Regions from separate parts of the Mus musculus genome. Here region 2 is linked to region 1. Evidence: chromatin contacts called from public HiChIP or PLAC-seq data. All regions are on one chromosome and are shown on one strand. The core of a region is the stretch at or near the end of the contact, and the rest is flanking DNA. Distances in the headings are between cores, read along the strand shown.

The links. HiChIP or PLAC-seq counts read pairs in DNA pulled down with a chosen protein or histone mark.
Region 2: an H3K4me3 HiChIP or PLAC-seq map of bone marrow-derived macrophages shows a contact between it and region 1, with 5 times the contacts expected there. The contact joins two enhancer-like sites. A contact is called at or near these places in 2 of 15 datasets of contacts at CTCF or cohesin (embryonic stem cells and pro-B cells), 12 of 484 Hi-C or Micro-C datasets (the HPC-7 cell line, the P5424 cell line, bone marrow-derived macrophages and 6 more), 7 of 115 datasets of contacts at active chromatin or transcription factors (bone marrow-derived macrophages, embryonic stem cells, fetal liver and 2 more) and 4 of 9 other capture datasets (adipose tissue, embryonic stem cells, liver and 1 more).

Annotation. Positions count from the first base shown.
Region 1 is chr11:57,950,139-57,953,291 of GRCm38.p6, forward strand. No RefSeq gene overlaps it. Among named protein-coding and RNA genes, the nearest start is that of Gm33078, 40 kb to the left of the region's middle. Within about 2 kb of position 1,578, at least 106 of the 459 cell types and tissues checked have an H3K27ac peak or open chromatin away from gene starts, as enhancers often do. A contact at or near this core is called in bone marrow-derived macrophages, where this site is marked.
Region 2 is chr11:58,142,661-58,145,813 of GRCm38.p6, forward strand. Gemin5 (gem nuclear organelle associated protein 5) reads right to left here. Exons shown (of 28, transcript NM_172558.3): 15 at 2,689-2,860. Among named protein-coding and RNA genes, the nearest start is that of Gm33350, 14 kb to the left of the region's middle. Within about 2 kb of position 1,676, at least 13 of the 459 cell types and tissues checked have an H3K27ac peak or open chromatin away from gene starts, as enhancers often do. A contact at or near this core is called in bone marrow-derived macrophages, where this site is marked.

The DNA.
Region 1 (3,153 bases), core at 328-2,827:
ACTTGACACACGTTAGAATCATGTGGGAGGAGAAGTGAGAGACTGCTTCTGTAAGATTGGCTTCTAGACAAGTCCGTCTGCCATTTTCTTACTTAATGATTGATGTGGGAGGGCCCCACCCACTGTGCTAATGCCAACCCTGGGCAGCTGTTCCTGGGTCATATAAGAAAGCAGGCTTAGCAAGCCATGGGTGAGCAAGCCGGTAAGCAGCATTTCTCCATGACTTCTGCATCAGCTCCTGCCTCCAGGTTCCTGTCCTGAGTTCCTGCCCTGGCTTCCCTCAGTGGTAAAGAGTGACCTAAGAGTTGGAAGCTGAAATAAATCTTTCCTCCTTAAGTTGTGGTTTTATCACAGCATCAGAAGCCTAACTAAGGGGTGGGAGCTAAGAAGAGAGTATAAATACATAGTGCTGGAGTGTAAGTGTGAGAGAAGAGTCAGAAGTGGGCAGTGGTGGCACATGACTTTTATCCTAGCACTCAGGAAGCAGAGGCAGAAGGATCGCTTTATCCCTATAAGTTCTAGACTGGTCTGGTCTACGTAGCGGGCTGGAGGACAGCCAGGACTAGATAGAGTTCAGTTCTCTAAGCAGGGCAGCTCACAACCTGTAACCCCAAGGGATCTGACAGTCTCTTCTGGCCTCCTCAGTATGTGGCAGACACACACACACACACACACACACACACACACTCAGAGAGACAGACAGAGACAGACAGAGACAGAGAGACAGAGAGAGAGAGACAGAGTTAGAGAGAGAGAGTTAGAGTTAGTTCTGGGACAATTAGGGCTGCCAAGTGAGACCCTGTCTCAATGAAACAAAAACAGCCAGGCAGTGGTGGCACACACCTTTAATCCCAGCACTTGGGAGGCAGAGGCAGGTGTATTTCTGAGTTCGAGGCCAGCCTGGTCTACAGAGTGAGTTCCAGGACAGTCACCAGGACTACACAGAGAAACCCTGTCTCAAAAAAAAAAAAAACCCAAAAAGCAAAAACAAAAAACCAAAAGGCCATCTTGGCAAGCCTTGAAATATGTGCTTTATCATATATGACCAGTAGGTGGCGGCAAAGACAAGCAGATGAGCCAGCCTTTTTGACACCTAAATTTGTTTTTGCTTAGGTGAAAATTTATTCTTGCATTGTTTCCCTAAGCATTTATGCGACTAAACGTTAGGAAGCAGACAAGTGACAATAAACAATTATGTGTGTTCTCATCTCCTCTCTCCAAGTGTCATTGCTAGTTTATAAAGGAGGACACCAAGACTAGAAGTTGTCACTGCCTAAAGTCACAGCTTTAAAGTGTAATAGATGAGTTAAACATTTGGTGTGACCGGACAGAGTCTCCCAGTGTGGCCCATACTGGCCTCTAACCTGTGGCAAGCCTCCTACCTTTCCTGTGCTGGGTTTACAGCCTTGCTTCAACGCACCCCACAGAAATCTTGTGTTTGGCTTTCGCTCCTGGCTGGAGGAGAAAGCTGAGCAAGCGACAGGTTAAGTCAGGGGAGCAGGCTTCAGACTCCCTAGACTGCAACTTCTGTGGAGTGCACGGTGTGAAGCCTGTGGCAAGACATGATGTGAACTTCCTGCCACGAAGCAAGGCAGAGAGAAACCACTCGCCATTGGGGACTCCGGCTGTGTCATCTCCAGAACCAAGACTCCGACTTTAAAAGCTATCTTTGAAAGGTGTAAGAAAAGGAAGTGTAAAAAGAGGAAATAAAAAATGAAATTGAGATGGAAGTAGGGTAGGGGCGTGGCAGTGAAACAGGCCAGTAATGGCAATTCTCTGGAGGGAGTGTGTACGAATGTGGAGTTCAGCGTCACTCTTGGTAAAATGGGGAAGGGTCAGCAGCTTGAGATACACGAGACCCGTATAGAGACGTGCGGAAGGGGCCAGAGAAATAGCTCCGAGGCTACAAGAGGACCCTGGGAAAGCATAAGAAGGTGAATTCAGTTCCTGGCACCCACAGGGCTGCTCACTACCAACCGTATCTCCAGTTCCAGGGCACCGGGCACAGTCACAGTGCACATGCATACACGCAGATAAACAGCCATGCACATAAAAGACTACATAAATCTTAACAAAAATTTTAAAAGGTAGGCAATAAGAAAAAGCAACTTGCAGGGTAGGTGGCGCACACCTTTAAACTAAGCACTTGGGAGGCAGAAGCAGGCAGATTTCTGAGTTCAGGGCCAGCCTGGTCTACAGAGTGAGTTCCAGGACAGCCAGGGCTACACAGAGAAACCCTGTCTCAATAAAAAAAGAAGAAAAAAAATCTGAAAAGAAAATGGTAAGTAAGATCATTGAGATTAAAGAAGAGAATAAACAAGGGCTAGGACTGCAAGCATGAGCGGCTTCCACCTGGCTGGAGCTGTCAATCAAATGAAGCTTGGCTGCACCTCTGCAAGTGAGCACTCAAAGCCAAGCAGAGAAAGGAGGACTCGTGCTGCCCTGCCTCCTGTTGGGGTATACATGCTGAGCAGGTCTCCATGTTGGAGGTCCTGGTGTGCAGGCCCCATGACCACAGCCAGAGCAGATGCCCTCCCCCCAAGTTGCTTTAGGCTTTCACCAACGTGTGAGAAGTATAGATGTTTTGAGAAAAAGCTGGTAGGGGAGGATAGGTGGAGCCCAACAGGAGAGCGTGTGAAGTCTCCTTGTACAAGAGTGGGGGATTTCCAGACCAGAAGCTATTCCTAGAAATGAGGCCACCACACACCTGACACTGAGTGATGTCAGAGCTCCCAGCGGCACCCACTCAGGCATGAGCTATGCTTTCCCATTCTACAGATAAGGAAACTGGAGACCAGAGAGGTAATTACCAATGTGTAGGAAGTGGCAGATGGGTGTGGTGGCTCAAGCCTGTCACACCAGCACTTGGAGGATGGAGCCTACATAGTATGTTCCAGGCTAGCTAGGTCTACATAGCAAGACCCTCTCTTACAAAAACAATGGCTGGAGATATAGCTCAATTGACAGCGTGCCTGCCTAGCATCTAGAAGGCCCTGGGTTCTATTCCAGCATCACATAACATGAACGAGGTATGGTAGCCTGCACCTATAATCCCCAGCACTCCAGAGGCAGAAGCAGGCAAAACTTTCTACATAATAAATTCCTAATGTCAGATGGCGGCGGCACATACCTTTAATCTTAGCACTTGGGAGG
Region 2 (3,153 bases), core at 426-2,925, 190 kb after region 1:
CTTTTGACAGATTCATAGCAGTGCAACCCAGCACTCCCACCACAAACCAGATATGAAGTGTCCCCTTGACCTAAGACTCTCCAACTGTCTTATAAATGCTCTGGATCTCCAGCTCCAGGTTCCTGCTAATCTGTCACCAGTCTGAATGTCACCTGTTGTAGGTTTTCATAGAAACAGTAGGTATTCTGTGCAGTCCCCTGATCCTGTCGACTGTGGCTTGTCAGAAACCCATCAATCTGATGCTTGATCAGTAGCTGTTCATTGTCTGTTCTGGGAGTGCTGACCCAGGCCTTGGACACATGACATGCTCTGTACTCAGCTGTCCCTCCAGCCTACAACGTCTTTCTTATGGCTACTTATGCTCATATGTTCATTAGCATTTGAGCTGTGTCCAGGTTCTGACCACAGACAAAGCTAATCTGAGTATTCTTTTTTTTTTGTTTTTTCGAGACAGGGTTTCTCTGTGTAGCCCTGGCTGTCCTGGAACTCACTCTGTAGACCAGGCTGGCCTCGAACTCAGAAATCCGCCTGCCTCTGCCTCCCGAGTGCTGGGATTAAAGGCGTGTACCACCACGCCCGGCTTAATCTGAGTATTCTTTTACCAGACTCTAAGAGGATGGGAAATGTTATCATTTGAGATATATTTCTTCATCTCCTGTTTTTAGTTGTTTATGGTAGGGAGATGTGTCAAACATCAGTTAGTTTATTTTCTTTAAATTAAAAAAATTATATTCATAAAATTTACACTTAGTTTTGTAAATTTGTGAAATTGACATGTAAATTAGAAACATTATATTTACATGATTGTGTGTCTGACAGAGAGGGGGGAGAGAGAGAGAGAGAGAGAGAGAGAGAGAGAGAGAGAGAGATCCATCAGAGGACAGCTTATGGGACTTATCTCTTTCCTTCTCTCATACTATGTGGGTCCTGGGGTTCAAATTCAAGTTGTCAGGCTTAGCAGCAAGTACACTTTTATACCCAAAATGCTGTGTAACAGTTTCCTCTGAGATTCAAACGCTCCATTCTGCAGGAATGCTCTTTAAGCAGGAATGCAAATAACTCAAAAAAGCTTCAGAAGTCCCTGAAACTGGCAGGATTCACGAGGTACCTCACTACCAGAGAAAGCAGTAAAAGCTGAGAGTCCCCCTCAGAGGAAGAGAAGCTGTGTTGCAAAGACTCAGACAAGCCAGGCTGCCAAGACTTCGGGATTTAGACCACTGCTTAGAAAAAGCAGAAGCTAGCTTCGCCATCTGGAGGAGGGTTAGAATAGTCATTTGGCAAGGCCACTTTCCAATCTGTTGAGATGACTACAGGCTGTGTGTGCAGTGTGCTCCAGGTTCCCATCTTTTGTAAGCTGTTGCCCACGTTGGGGTGGACTTTGGAAATTCAGCTGTCATTGAGTCACTTCTGTTCCTATAAGTAATCCCAAGGAAACACGTGGTACCATCACATAGACACCATTGGTGTTATCATCTATCTATCTACCTACCCACCCACCTACCCCCATCCATCCATCCATCCATCCATCATATAGAGAGAACTCACAAGAAACTAATACATACGCGTGTGTTATTAATACATACATATTAATTAGTGTGAGTCTGAGCACTCGTGATCACCAGGCAGGCCACAACATGCCTATGAAAGTCAGAGGCCGACCCTGGAGTCAGTTCCTCTTTCCATCTTTATATGGGTCCTAGAGGCTGAGCTCAGGCTGACAGGCCTGCTTGGCAATTAAGTCCCTTTACCCCATGATAACCAACCTGACCACATATGCAATCAACTAAAATCCAACAAGTAGGGCCACATCTGTGAGCAATTTTCTCTTATCTTCTTTTAATTTTTTGAGAGAGGACTGTCCTGGAGTTTGCAATGTAGAGCAGGCTGGCCTTGAAGAGGAAAGATCCTCTTGCTTCTGCCTCCCAGGTGCTGAGATTAAAGGCACATGGCACTATGCTGAGCTTTGTGAGAGATTTTCTGGATTGGATCTGAAATCAGAAGAACCATCCACACCTGGGCCACACCTCCGGGCCTATATAAAAGGCCATGGAAAACCTTTGCTTTTGACCACTTGTCCTCACTCTCGTCAGCATCAGAACCTACTTCTTTAGGATCCAACACAGACTGAAGACCAGCAGCTTTCTGGGAGTCTTCCCAGACTCTAGCACTAGATTGCAACTGCTGAGCAGTCTTGTGCACTGAATAGCTACTACATCTTTGGCCTTTCCATCAGGAGTCAACTGTTATCAGACTATCCAGACCACAGCTTGTAAAACACTCTAATAAATCCTGTCTGTGTGTTTCATTCTATCAGTTTTGTTCCTTTAGAATCCTGAGTAACCCCCATCCATTGTCAGACATCTTGCTGCTCCCCCCTCAATTCAACTGTCTGTTTGTTTAGCAAGGTCCCTTTTAAGTTGATCCCCATACTTTGATGTGACTCAGTTCTCTGAGTACATCTTTTCTTTCTGGCATAAGATGTTGTAGGTTCTTTCATTTCCCAGGGTTGCCTGACAACCCTGGTAAGAGTTCAGCCATACTTGTTACAATTTGGCAGTGCTATCCTTGGCCCTGTAGGTTACTGACCCATCCTACAGATGCTAGGTGGGTTCAGAACAATTACTAAAGCAGAGGAAAAGAAAATCAGAAACAACAGTGTGTAGGCTCTCCAACTTCTTCTAAACCAACCTTGAGGAGGCCGGGAATGGTCCTGCATGGAAGTCAGCCACCTGTAGACACAGAAGTCATCTGCACCTGAGTAGATGCATTCTGGATCCACTGGGGACCACGCGACACATAGCAGCCGGCCTCGATGTCCTCGGAAATTGAACAAAGGTTCTTCCCGGAGGGCATCCCACACCTAAAACCACAGCAGTGGACAGAATGGACAATTGCTGGTTATTCTATTGTTCTGTGTCATTATTTGCTCAGTTACAAATACACTCAAGATGGGCTAAGGCATTCATGTGACAACACCAGCTCCCAGGGGAGGAGCATGTGTGAGAGGCATTCCTATGGAAATGATCCACTGCTGCTCTGTGGACCACATTATCTCAAACCAGAATTGTGTTAGTATTTGTCCTGGGGAGCTGGCGCCGTGGCCCACACCTACAACCCCAGCATGGATAGTTGAAGCAAGAGGCTTAAAGCTTT